2 separate regions of the Bicyclus anynana genome follow, and region 1 is linked to region 2. Evidence: chromatin contacts called from public Hi-C data. All regions are on one chromosome and are shown on one strand. Each heading gives the region's core, a stretch centred on a gene start, on an enhancer-like site or on the middle of the called end of the contact. The rest is flanking DNA. Distances are from core to core; before and after follow the strand shown. Region 1 overlaps LOC112048396 (bicaudal D-related protein homolog). Region 2 holds the start of LOC112048396 (bicaudal D-related protein homolog).

Region 1 (3,348 bases), core at 326-2,825, 41 kb before region 2:
CTACGTGATTAAATGTTATCATGTGATAATGAAGCGAAATACTACTAGCGACGCCCTGCGGTTTCACCCGCGTAGTTCCTGTTCCCGTGAGAGTATGGGGATAAAATATAGGCTATGACACTCACAAAGAAATTGGCTTTCTAGTTGTATAAGAATTTTCATAATCGGTTCAGTAAATCCAGAGATAACCACCTCCAATACCACAAACTATACTGACGTTAGATAGGTAGGTACATTTTTTTTTATTCTTTACAAGTTAGCCCTTGACTACAATCTCACCTGATGGTAAGTGATGATGCAGTCTAAGATGGAAGCAGGCTAACTTGTTAGGAGGAGGATGAAACTCCACACCCCTTTTCGGTTTCTACACGACATCGTATCGGAACGCTAAATCGCTTGGCGGTACGTCTTTGCCGGTAGGGTAGTAACTAGCCACGGCCGAAGCCTCCCACCAGCCAGACCTGGACCAATGAAGAAAATCTCAATCGGCCCAGCCAGGGATCGAACCCAGGACCTCCGTCTTGTAAATCCACCGCGCATACCACTGCGCCACGGAGGTCGTCAAAAATATAACATATATAAGTAGGTAGGTACTACTGAATTGAGAACTTGAGCTTGACATTTTCATGAGAACTGATGCTTCATGCACTGTTGGATGTAAATTTAATCCATATTTTTTGTCCAAAATATGATAATTTCTTAAGGGCCCGCCTTAAAAGTAAAACTTTTTGCGAAAATATTGCTCACTTATATTTTAGATACAAGAAAACATTGTATACATGCAGTTTTAGTTACTTTAAACATAAAAAAATTATACAGTAACAGTCTTATATTTTCATAGTCTAATAATAAACAGTACCCAAGTATAACTATTTTATTAAGACAATAAAGTTATAATATTATTTGTCTGTAATTTTGTGCTTGCAGCTCAAAAAAGGTAATTTAATTGGTGTAAGCTCGCAAAGTTATTCCTAATTTCTAATTGTCTATGCAAGTAAGAACCCTATAAACATAATATTAGTAACGTACATTTAAAACATGTGCGCGAGTGATATTATAAGGGTTCCGTTTTTGTACTACGTACGTCCGGAACCCTAAAAATAATAAAGCTAAGTCGTTCTCACGTTATGGCGTGATCATGGAAAACAGCAACTCTTTTTTTACCCGACTACGGCGAAGGCAAAAGGAAAGGTAATAAAGGTAAATGATTTTGGCAGTCTATATATGTATTTTATATACATAGAAGAATCTATACTAATATAATAAAGCTGAAGAGTTTGTTTGTTTGTTTGATTGATCGCGCTAATCTCAGGAAAGACACTGGTCCGATTTGAAAAATTCTTTCACTGTTAGATAGCCCATTTATCGAGGAAGGCTATAGGCTATATATTATCCCCATATTCTTACGGGAACGGGAACCACGCGGGTAAAACTGCGCGGCGGCAGCTAGTAATATATAAGATTTAAAAGCTACGCCTCATTTATTTTGGTCCAAACGCTGGCTGGCCCTTAACGATGAATACAGAATTACAGTTCAGTCTAGTTTTTAGTCTGAAACCTGATCGGAATTGAACTTGCATCATTCCATTACGAGCAGGGACCACAAAAAACAGGCAAACCGACAGGTATTGCTTGCACTCTATATAACAACTGGCGGACTGCATCGATAAACAACTAAAAACTGGTCAAATTACGAGTATTTAAAACGGGTCTCTACGGTATACTTCATCATTTGACTTTATGTTTTTTTTTTTATTCATAATAGACTTACGCTTTACTACAATCATGCCTGGTGGAAAGCAATGATGAGGTCTAGGATGGAGCGCGCTTGCCTAGAAAATGCCTATTCACTCTTGTCTTGAAGGTGCACAAATCATAAGTGTTAGGAAATACAGAAGCCGGAAGGGCATTCAACATCTTCGCTGTTCTTATTGGAAACTGAATGAAAGTAGAATGTAGTACTACTGTGACTTATACGTCATTTTTATGAGGGTTTTAGGACTTAAGCCAATTATGTATTTCGTCTATACTAATATTACAAAGCTGAAGAGTTTGTTTGTTTGATAGAACGCGCTAATCTCAGGAACTACTGGTCCGATTTGAAAAATTCATTCAGTGTTAGATAGCCCTTCTAGCGAGGAAGGCTATAGGCTATATATTATCTCCGTATTCCTACGGGAACGGGAACCACGCGGGTGAAACCGCGCGGTCTTAGCTAGTCAAAAGATGGTAGTGATATTGACATATTTATACATCCATAGTTTATTGTATCTCTAGATATATTATATCTCCTATGTGCTTTTATATCTCTTGATGCATTATCTATTAAATAAAACCGAATTGCTTGCCTATTAGACATGCTTACTGCCTTCCATCTGGTTTAGCGATAATGCTAACCTTCTAAAAAAAAACATTAAAATATACTCATAAACTTATCAGAGAAATTTATCAATGAGAATTTTATCAATAAATAATCATTTTTATAATTAATTGTATTTTTATTAAAAAATAAAAACGCCTCATAAGAGAGGGGATATGGAGAGTATTACACTGCTACAGTGCACGTTGTCGGGCCATTCTCACTAATCTTGTAGGTTTAGTACCAAGCCACTTGAATTGAAATCAATTTTTTAAATGCAAAAAAAAATATTCATACTAGTTTTACACAAAGAAAACTCGTATTGAAGTCGATTATAAGATCAAATTAAGCGTACACATAATTAATCCAGTGTTTAGCATTCCTTAACAAGTTTCCAGCAAAGGCGCTAATTAAAGCAGCGTTTAGTCCGGTGCTAGTTGCTCCACAGTATCAGTACTAAATGTCAATTCATTTACTATCGAACACATACCTGTATAACGACTATGATATTTTATAAAGGCTAAGGGAAATTACGCATAGCTCTTACTACATATTGACTACAGTTAGACTGCTAGCCTTTGAAAACGCTAAATTTAATAAATGAATACTTAAAAAGACTATAAATAAAGTATAAATAGTTAACCTAAACATGAAGCCCTAGGTAGCCTGCTCACGCATTCAGCATTCAACCGTTGAATTTCAGTTTAAATGCGTCAGAAAGCTGCCTGAGAATCTCCAGTTAGGGTTCATTTACACAAGCAGCAACTGCTACCGACGACTGCCGTTGACTGCAGTCGGCGACTGCCGTCGACTGCCGCCGAGACGTCGCCATCTGTCGACTGCAGCCGTACTGTAAATGAATACTTACCTGCCTGAGGTTTGCTGATCTTGTGGAGTCTGGACGTTCCTGCCCCACGGTGCTAGGTGTCTCGACGCCAAACAGGACAAATTCATATTGGACGCCGATACAACTGTATTTTAGTATAATC
Region 2 (3,396 bases), core at 676-3,175:
CACCTCTAATCTAAAGAGTAACCTAATTCGCTGTACTAAATTTTCGTCAAATATAAGCCGTAGCTTATTAGCACCATAACTGCAAAGATGTGCCGCTAAGCGATTTAGCGTTCCGGTACGATGCCGCGTAGAAACCGTCAGAGTATTGGTAAACTTGTACCTCCTTCAAGCAAGCCTGCTTATATCTAAGAGTAAGACTGCATCGTCACTTAACATCAGGTGAGATCGCAGTCAACTTGTCATTGAATAAAAAATTAACGTTTCCTACCGAAGGACTATCGACTGTTTTTTTCTTACCAACAATTAAAACCTCAATTGCGGAAGTAAAGTAAACAGGTAGTCAAACAATACTTGAAACTATTGTACACAGTATTGATTTGTATTTAAATGTAATCTAGCAAGATTTACATGCTATAGGTGATAATTATAATTGAATCACCAAGTATGTTTATAAGAATTGAATATTGGTAAATACTCAAAGAAGTAATAGGTTTTAACAATAGTTGTATGATATAGGTAACAATCTAAAATATCCGTTAAGTACTAATTTGTAAAGCTATTAATGGAAAGTGAAAGGTTGAAACTAAAATAGTAGCAGTTGACGAAAATACATCTAATAAAAACAAATGACTAGTTATAAACTGTTAACTCTAAATACCTATGACACCGCATATTAGAACTTCCACGAACTAAGGAATCCTTCTGAAAAGTTGCTAAACGATTGTCAATTCCAATAATGTAGACTTGTTGCTTATTGTAAGGGGTGAGAAGGTGCAATTAGCTAAAAATTCTAGAAACCATTTAATGTGCCCGCAATATCTTATTTTAATATAATCGAATCTAGTTTAAAATACCAATCAGCTAACCTACCAATGACCTTAGTTGACCAATGTCCTTTCCACCTTTCTAAGAACATTCGACACAGGGTCCATCCAAGCAAGGAACATAATTTCTTTCCGGAGATTGACGTGCATTCATAAGCAGTAATTTATAATCCAACCTTACTGTTTATAATGGTACTTAAACAATATTAATCTTCTATTCAAATTTAGAAATCAGAAAGTATTGTTTCACGTTCTCAATATCGCCGAAATATTTCATTGTATACATATTGTATTAGAAGTTTTCATAACAAAGTAAAACAATAGCTCAGCGAATGCTGCATTATTTGGATCTAGATTTAAAAACTCACCTCTAGTTTTTTGGAGTATTCTTCCGCTGTACGCTCTTGTTCTTTCTTCAACTCCTCGTTTTTCTCCAACAAAGCTTTTCCCAGTTCTGCTGCCAGCAGCAAATCAGATTCCTTCTGTTGGAGTTGTGTCCACACGTCGTCAGAACTTCCGTTCCTCACAGCATCTCTTGTAACAGCCATTTTAACGTAATCTTCTAAATCCTCGTAAAAATTCTCGTCCGACAAACTCAGAAGCGCTGGCGGTTTCCTGTTACCACTTCTACTTCTGTTCCTTCGATGTTTTATTGCGTTAGTACTACCGTTACCAACAAATTCAGTTTGCTCAGTTATAAAGTTAGGCGATCGATCCGGCGGCTCTTTATCAGTGTAATCTAGACTTTTTCTACTACTTCTACTAATATTTGCACTAAATTCACCAGCCATTTAATTTCAACTATAACAACGAACAAAGTAAATTAACTCTGAACAATTTTCGTGTAGTTGTTCTTTTTGAACAGCTTCTCGAATGCCTGCTGTAGTTTCACGGGCTTGGGCAGCTTGATCTGTTTGAATACGTTCACTGGAATTTCGAAATCCTTTTTTAATGCCATTATAATATTTTTATGAGATCACAAGCGTAACATTTCCGTGTCACTGGCACTGCACAAGCACGAAACACGATATTGTTATGTCGGCACACACGCGGGCGAAGCACTGATGTTGCCTCGACGACGGTTCGGACACAACAAAGCGGTGCAAAGCCTCCGAGGCGGATCGAGCCTAATGCGTCAAAGATTATTCAGACGAAAGGTGCAACAGGTATAACTTATAGTTTATTTATCTATTACAATGTTAGCCGAAGACATTAAGGTTACCAACGAAAGGAACAATATTATGTTGAGTGACAGTAATATCAAGGCATACCTAAAATTAGCTATAAAGCATTGATAAATTAGATTTAAAGTAAACGTCTTACGTATATAATTATGAATTACAAAAATGAATTTTATATTTCTTTAATGACTTACCTTAAGTCATTAACAATGTGTAATTATAATTAACAAATTGCGCTTAAGTTACACATTTTCTCTCTAGTATAAGTAATAATAAGTAAAAGCTGCTGAAAAAGTTTTATTTTTAATCTAGTTTGGTTTAATAATCTAGTTTGATTTTTAATCTTATTAACAAAATTTTCTTTACTAGACAGCAATCCTACGATTAGAAATATTATTAAAAGTTTCAAATTGTTTATATACAAAAGAAACCAAAACAAAAATGGCTAGTAGTGAAAACTAATTCTTCGTAGGCATTAATGCACACGAATACAATACATAATCTTTGGCAAAACAACACGTGTGTTAAAGTGAAACGGCAAATAAAGGTAAGCTATAATCTTTCACGTTGGACAGAGACAGAGATAACATCAAGGTAATAAAGAGAGTGGCCGGTCAGTCCATATTGGTGCAAGATTTTTATTTTTATTGGGTTTTATAGGAAGTGATCTCATACCAATACTATAAAAATATATTAAAATAATCTGAAGCAAAAACGAACCTTGACTTTATTTTAATCGTCATTGAAAACAAAGGCTTGATGGTAATTATTAATTTCGCAATATTTTTTCCGAGATTTTCGTTCTTTTTGCGTTCTATTTAGCAAAGTTAACAAAAACATTTTCTTAAAAGTGCAATAAACAATTTTAATTTTACTAGGTAGGTACGTAACTATTACGAAACGTCTTTAATTAGACAATAAAAAATACGGTCTAAAGTTAGGTCTAAGGTCTAAAGTTAAAAAAAATAAGATCTAAAGGCCTAAATAATGCCGCTAGAAGGAGAAGCTAAATCGATTTACCTTTGTACAGTGCACATAATTATTTTTTTAGGTTTACACAAAGTAATAAACATACGTCGCTTAGTTATTTTATTGATCTATCAATTGTATATATATTGCTTGGCCACGAAATTCGGAGTACCATTGCAATATGAACCTTAAAACAACGGCGTAGAAGCTGTTTGTTTTCAATATTATCGCATTCAAACGTTATGTCTCTCCTACACGATTGACCAACGCCAACGCTAGTTATGATTGATGGTCCTAAAAGCTTACGTATAATTCAAATTAGTGGTTATAGTTTACTCACTTAGATTGCCAGATTGCACTGCAATTTTGTTTTTCATAACAATATTGTTTCAGTGGTTGCCACTTGCACTTATCTACTACCT

What was found. Hi-C and Micro-C count contacts between places; a contact is called where the count stands out from the background.
Region 1: a Hi-C map of whole larva shows a contact between it and region 2, with 2.2 times the contacts expected there. The contact joins the enhancer-like site here to the promoter of LOC112048396 in region 2. A contact is called at or near these places in 2 of 2 Hi-C or Micro-C datasets (whole body and whole larva).

What each region holds. Positions count from the first base shown.
Region 1 is chr8:11,181,333-11,184,680 of ilBicAnyn1.1, reverse strand. All of the region lies in intron 1 of LOC112048396 (bicaudal D-related protein homolog), which reads right to left. Among protein-coding and RNA genes, the nearest start is that of LOC112048396, 41 kb to the right of the region's middle. Within about 2 kb of position 1,575, at least 5 of the 8 cell types and tissues checked have open chromatin away from gene starts, as enhancers often do.
Region 2 is chr8:11,140,894-11,144,289 of ilBicAnyn1.1, reverse strand. LOC112048396 (bicaudal D-related protein homolog) reads right to left here and starts at 1,925. Exons shown (of 9, transcript XM_024085911.2): 1 at 1,193-1,925. The coding sequence starts at 1,615.